2 separate regions of the Mus musculus genome follow, and region 1 is linked to region 2. A link is a contact called in public HiChIP or PLAC-seq data. All regions are on one chromosome and are shown on one strand. Each heading gives the region's core, a stretch centred on a gene start, on an enhancer-like site or on the middle of the called end of the contact. The rest is flanking DNA. Distances are from core to core; before and after follow the strand shown.

What was found. HiChIP or PLAC-seq counts read pairs in DNA pulled down with a chosen protein or histone mark.
Region 1: a CTCF HiChIP or PLAC-seq map of the NIH/3T3 cell line shows a contact between it and region 2, with 13 read pairs. The contact joins two enhancer-like sites. A contact is called at or near these places in 1 of 39 promoter capture datasets (liver), 2 of 15 datasets of contacts at CTCF or cohesin (the NIH/3T3 cell line and pro-B cells), 6 of 484 Hi-C or Micro-C datasets (the F1.1 cell line, the HPC-7 cell line, Th1 cells and 2 more), 1 of 115 datasets of contacts at active chromatin or transcription factors (embryonic fibroblasts) and 1 of 9 other capture datasets (embryonic stem cells).

What each region holds. Positions count from the first base shown.
Region 1 is chr19:58,062,993-58,066,627 of GRCm38.p6, forward strand. All of the region lies in intron 28 of Atrnl1 (attractin like 1), which reads left to right. Among named protein-coding and RNA genes, the nearest start is that of Mir5623, 14 kb to the left of the region's middle. Within about 2 kb of position 1,604, at least 44 of the 459 cell types and tissues checked have an H3K27ac peak or open chromatin away from gene starts, as enhancers often do.
Region 2 is chr19:57,993,149-57,996,402 of GRCm38.p6, forward strand. All of the region lies in intron 27 of Atrnl1 (attractin like 1), which reads left to right. Among named protein-coding and RNA genes, the nearest start is that of Gm32980, 49 kb to the right of the region's middle. Within about 2 kb of position 1,518, at least 40 of the 459 cell types and tissues checked have an H3K27ac peak or open chromatin away from gene starts, as enhancers often do.

The DNA.
Region 1 (3,635 bases), core at 354-2,853, 70 kb after region 2:
TTAGCCACCAATATTAAAAGAAATCTAATACTGCATTCTGGCCATAGTGAGAAGCTTCCTACGTTAACACTTAAAACCATAGAACCTTCCCATAAATCACAGCCCAGAAACAAGGGTGGCCACCCACTGAAGGGTCATTTACCTTCTAAGCACCTCTTAAGCCTTCAGCCTTTGTCCTGGGTTCACCTAGACAAGTCTCCCCTGGAGGGTGAGGTTGTTGGTGCGCATCCAGAATTTAGCCTTTCTGGTGACAGACATCACATTCTACCGAATGTTCCTAACAAATAGTTTGGTGACTTGGACACCAAGAAGCTATCTGAACAAACAGGAAACACTTGACCGGCAGAAGTGGCCTTGGACCTCAGTGTCTGTAAAGTCTAGGCTTTTTTTGTGGATAAATGAAATTCATAATCTTCCAAGGGGCTTTAATTGAATATTTGGAAGTCTGTATGAAAATAATCAACTAAGTCAGAGTAAACACAGCTAGACTAAACAGTGTACGTCTTCAAAGGGAGCAGCCTAATTAAAAAGATGTATTGTCCTTCCTGGATGCAGCCGTCCGTGCTGTTTTTAGTATTGTGCCATTGGGAAATACAACTGTTTCTGAGCAAATAATTTAAACTCCCATGCTGGGGCTTAAGTGTGGTTCCCCTCCCCTTTCTCTTCGTGCTTGTTCAGGGATAAAGCCTTGCGAATTCTTCAGGCACCAATCAGATTTATCATCCTGTGCCTTTTGATGACATCCATCTGTTTATCTGAGAAGCCATTAAAGACTTATTGAGTTACAGAGTATGGAGAAAATTGGCTTATCATCTATGGTTAAATCCAATCCTTGCATCTGCCATCTTCTCAGCATATGTGGTATATTCTGAAATTACCCTGACTTGCAGACCCGCAGTACAAGCATACATTCACTTCATAGCCTTTTTCATGCCGTTTCTGGAGAATTTCTAATGCATGAGCAATTTGTAGTCCTGGAAAATGTTGACAGAGAGATGTCAGTGCTTTCTCTTGTTAAAAGTTCAAAACCTAATAGGGACTGCGTCAGCTTGTAAGGCGAATTCGGAAATGGGCGCTGCTCAGTCCTGAGGCTTGTTAGGATTTAGACAAGCTCGCTCAATGCAAAATTCAACTCTAAGGTCACAAAAGGTAGAACTGTGTTAATCTGAAGATAAAGATACATTCATATCAAGTCAGGATTCAAACAGACAAAGTGATAGCTCATCACAAACGGAGTTAAATAAACACCGGCAGGGAAGCCGATAAGACAGAGCAGCCAGTGTTGCTGGGGATGGCTAGCCAGGACTTCAGGGCTTATCTCACTAGTGGAGCAGCCTGAGATGCTAAAAGTCCTGTTTCCTGAGCTGGCCGAGGAAGCAATGCCTGTGGGTCAAGAACTAATTGAAATAAAGTGAATATTCGCAGTTTCCTGTAGATATTGTTACATCCTGACTGCAGGAACCCCGAGGAAGCAACAGTAAATCAGCAGCTACTTCACTCTGCCAACTTTTCACGAGTTTGTCAGATAAATAGTGACACACCAACACTTCCTCCGTTTACATATGTAAATCAGGCTGGTTGGTTTGCATATGTAAATCAGGCTGGACTTCTGGGGAGCCTAGACTTTGTGGGAGTTTTCAGGTTACACCATAGCTGCTCCTCCCTGAAGGCTAGCCGTGAACGCTGTTTATCAGCCATTTAAAGAATATCCTTCTGCTCGAATTTAACTGTGTGCTCTCATAGCTTTCCTCTGTGGACGATAAGTACCCTGAGATAGGAGACAATACCCATAGAACAGCGAGCGTAATCAACTGAAGCCTGCATTCCTGTTACGGCTGGCTTCAGAATGGTATTCCTTCATCTTGCTTGGCTGTAACCTTCACACAGCCTTGGTGTGCACTGTCAGCAAGCGTGCTGTTTTGTAAGTCATGGGCAATGCCACACAATCAGAGAAAGCCACTGCCAAGGCAAGATGTAGACCCCAAAGCACCAGAGAGTAGGAGAGTCTCCTGGGTGTGTTTTTAAATTCCTCTGCAAGATAAATGTGAACAGGGTTGAAAACAAGCCAAGCCCTCCTTTGCGGTCGGGAGTCACAAGATCCGTGATTTGAGAACTATGCTCTTTCTTCCAGTACCACCCACACCCACCCACCAACCACACCCTCTCATGTGCCAGCCCTGAGATTCTATGAGGAACCAACTTACTCCTTTTATTCAGGCTTCATTTTGACAAGTCGGTAAATACTGTTTCTTAGACGTGTGCCCTGGGATGGCTTCTGACATTTTGTTGATCAGAGTTTGGCCTGTGATCCACTCTGCTAAGCATTATGAGTTTTTGTTATCTGTGGCCCTCACTTCTCAGTGGTTACTGGCCCCCACGGACAAGGGGAGCAAGAGGGAGGTAGGGGGATCGGCTTCAGCGAGACAACTCAACCTTATTTGGGGTGAACAAGGGCCATACAGATCTTGGGGAGTGGGTGGGAATTTCCAGGGTGGATATACATTATTGGCTAGGGTGGAAATGGTTATCAGGAGAGAGGAAGATGAAACTGTAATCTGATCATAGGCTAAGTGACTTTCTTCAGATTTTTGGGGGGGGGGGCTGGGGTGGGAGTGGCTACAGGAGGGAAGGGCTGATTGGTCATGACACACTACCTAATTATCATACTTGGGAAGGGCTTAGCAGGACTTCTGTGCTGAATCATGCAGCTTGTGCAGGAAGCTCTGTACAGGGTCATCTTCTAGATAAGGTCAGACATCCGTGCTCAGAGATGCTCTCCAAGTAAGGTCAGGCAAGGAAGAGGAAGCCCCTCTAAGCAAGGGAGTCCTCCATTTTGTGCAGATCTCAGAGAGCTTATTCGGGCAGCATAATAGCAGGATCAAAACATCTGATGGGTGGGCACACACAGAAATATGCAAACATTTAATTTAATGATTGTGTTCATTTTAGTTTTATTTAAGAAAAAATATTAAAGGATTTTCAGTAATTTCATGATCAGTTAAGGGTACTAAGTCAGATGCAGAGAGCTTCAAGGCTGGCTAATAATACACCTCACTTCTGTGGACCACGGGGAGTTACTAGAGCAACAGTGTCAGAGGATAAAATGGAACAATGTAACATTGCCCCAAGGCGGGCATCCCACAGTTCTTCCAGTCTTCCTGTCTGCGTCCTCTGTGCCAACTCAGCGCCACACTGCTCCGGTAGAAGCTAAAGCTCTCTCCCACTGTGACTTCAGACGATCTGTTGATCGGCTGTGATTCACCATGTTGATGACACCCTCCCAGCAGAGTCGGAGGGCAGAAGAACCTTGCTGTTGTGGGCTGAGCATTTCCAAGCTTACAGGGACTGTCCTATTGAAAACTTATATTCCCATATCCTTCAACTTTGGGAGAGCCTGTCTCATGCAAGGAGGCTCTCTTTCCCTAGTGTCCTCCAGCCTTTGTCTTTCTTGAGTGCCATTTGGTACTGACTAGAGAAATTGGGAATATGGTGATTATCCTTAAACACATCTCCGAGAGAGCATTTCCCAAATATCAGGCACTGTTGAAGGAGGAAATCAGCCATCAACACACTTCAGGAGCACAGAGGAAATGCTGATAATACTTCTTCTATGAAGGAAAGTGCAATCCCTCCTG
Region 2 (3,254 bases), core at 268-2,767:
TCTTCAAGGGGAAAAAATGTTCTAATGACAGTTGTACAGCTCTGTGTGTGTGTGTGTGTGTGTGTGTGTGTGCTGAACAAATGAATGAGCTATGCATGCATATTTTACATAAGTGAGCTTTACGGTATGAGGATTTAATGGAGGGCTATTGGTGGGAGAAGATAACAATATTATAATGATATTGACCGTAGTACTGCTAATCACCCGGTGATGGGCAGTACTGAAGTTGTCAGCATCAGTTCATGAGATAGTCCTGAGAACACGGGGCCTCTAGGACCTGGAATTAGCATTCGTGCTCCTGAACCTGCAACAATGCTCAAGCCCGGTGATATTCATCCTTCTTTAACTCTGAGTTACAAAAAGTTACACATGTATCAAAAGAGCTTTAGTGCTCTTTGTTATAATAATGTATCACCTAGTAGTTAAATGTATCTTTCCTAAAACCTGAACGTTTTTCTGTCTAACCACAGTACAGCTATCAGCATTGAGAAAATGTCAGTATTGCTACTGTCCACTCCTCAGGTCCCATCCAGGAGTCACCAGTGCTTCAGTCACTGGTAGCCTGTGGTGGTTTGAATAAGAATGATCCCGATAGTAGTTATGTCTTTGAATTCTTAGCCACCAGGGAGTGGAACTCTTCAAAAGGATTAGAAGGAATAGGAGGTGTGGCCTTGTTGGAGGAAGTATGTTGCCTGTGGTGGGCTTTGAGGTTTCAAAAACCCATGCTAGGCCCAGACTTGCTTTCCCCTCTGCCTATGGATGAAGATGTAGCTCCCAACTAACATTCTATCACCTGCCAGCATGCAGCCATGCCTCCTGCCATGGGGATAAGGGACTAAACCCCGGAAACTGTAAGCAAGACCCCATTAATTAAATACTTTATCTTATCATGATGTCTCTTCACACAGTGGAGCACTGACCAGAGACACGGCCTATGTCTAGTGTAAAACCCCGGGCTGTTTCCGTTTTCTTTAAACAGTTTCTCAATCTTTCCTTGACTATGCTTGACCCTCGGTGGAGATCATTTTACAGTGCATTTTGGAGTCTCCCTCCATTTGGATCTATCCAATGTCTCTTCCTGATCAACACCAGCTATTTATTGTCATTATCAATGGCAATATCTGCTTTGCAATCAGTCTTAGGCCTTGTTCTTCTCACTGCATCCTCTCTCAGATTTGAGAGTCCTTTCTACAGGCCTCCGGGGTCTGTGGGCGTGGCCTTGTGGTGAGTGTCCTTTCTACAGGCATCCGGTGGTCTGTGGACGTGGCCTTGTGGTGAGTGTCCTTTCTACAGGCCTCCGGGGTCTGTGGGCGTGGCCTTGTGGTGAGTGTCCTTTCTACAGGCATCCGGTGGTCTGTGGGCGTGGCCTTGTGGTGAGTGTCCTTTCTACAGGCATCCGGTGGTCTGTGGGCGTGGCCTTGTGGTGAGTGTCCTTTCTACAGGCATCCGGTGGTCTGTGGACGTGGCCTTGTGTGGCATGAGGAGTTGCAGTCTTGTTTGTATTTTTCTGCCCTCACCATTTTTTCCCTCAGAGTTGTGGTTCCTTTCATGTAGAGTTACATGTAGAGGCTGCAGTCTCTTTGGGCCTGTTTGTGGCTGTCACGGTGTGACTTTTCCCAGGCTTCTCAGGACGTGCGTGTGATCTTTATTTTTCTGTATATTGAAGATTGCAAGTGTCCACTAAAAGCTTCAAGTCTGGGTTTCCATGCTCCTTTCTTCCCTTCCAAGTTTATGACTCTTCTCTAAGTAGATGAGGCACCTACTTTCCACCATCCTTAAGAGGGTTACTCTATGAATTTTGTTTTGTTTCTTTTATACAACAAGTCTCCTGCCTCACCTGCTCCCCATTCCTAGTGCGGATTCCTTTCTCCCCTCCCAACTTGGTCCTCAGCGCCATAGCTGGGCTGGCTCCTGGCCATGGGCTGCTCACCCTGCTGATGCTGCCTCACTGTGTGCTATGCCGTTTCCACACCTGAGCCTCCCCCCTCCCCCCACTCTACCTGGGTACCGGACCCTCTAGGCAGGGTTACCACCGCTGTGTGCACTTGCTTTTCCCACTCGGGCTCAGGCGGGGTCCCCACACCTGCCACATCTGAAACACCAGGCCATGCAGCCTCTCTGTATATGTCTTCCCTACCATGCTTGGGACTGCCCTATACTGCGCCAACATGTCTGTCCCCTTCCTGAATAGCTCTACACTCCTCCTGAATATGGGTGGATTCTGACTCCACTGCATCCTAGATGACCCGTTTAGGCACATTTTGACTCCCCTTTTGCCTCAGATGTAGATAGGTCCCTTGCTCTGCTCACCCCCTCGCCCAAATGTCTTTAGAACAAAGTACTCAGCAAAGGAAAGGGAAGCAAGAGAAAGAGAAAGAGAAAGGAGAGCCAACGATGTCTTAGCTTGCCTTGTCTTTGTCACCTACTTGGCTGACACTTGTGAGTGAAGAGGCCACATTTTCCCTCCACCCTTTGTCATCTCCTAAGAGTGTCTGACACAAAGGAGGAACTCAGTAAATACTTACTAACCTAGCATCAGCCAGGCAGAAAGTAAGAACTTAACATAGTCCCAGACTTCACAGGTGAAATCTTTTGCCCTTCATTCCCATAGAGGATAGGTATCAACAGCAGAGCAGCCAGCTGTCCCCCCAAAGAGGATGCGCTTGTAAAGGAATCCAACAAAGGGACCTTTCACCGTACAGCCTGCATGGAGCCTTCTACAGACGTCATGCTGATCATGGGGACAGAGCTGTGGATTTATTTTCAAGTCATAAGCTTGAGAATAGCGACATAAAATACACAGCGCTTACCTCTTAGTATCGTAGATCAGAACTACGCCCTATTTGAGAAGCACAGTTGAGTACATTAGCTTCTATATATGCTCAGTCTTATAGCCATTCCCAAAAGTGATTACAGAAGACGATGCCTCAAGAAGTATTATATCACAATAGCCAATCAGGAGCAGGGATTATATCAATAGAAGCAGTCAAGGTAAAGAGTCCTCTAATTTTGAGGCTCCTGCTCTTAGTTCTTGCTATTGGCAGGGACTAACTTTCATCTGCTTGTCTCCTTCCTGAGAATTTTGTTCATCTCTCCAAGATTAACAACTACACAAGATCACCTATATAGTTTATGGGGCATGGTGAAAATGAAAATTTACAGCTACTTACCCAAAAAGTTTTTTTTTAAAGGAAAGATAAATGAAGGAAGGGAGGGAGGGAGGGAGGGAGGGAGGGAGGGAGGGAGGGAAAGAA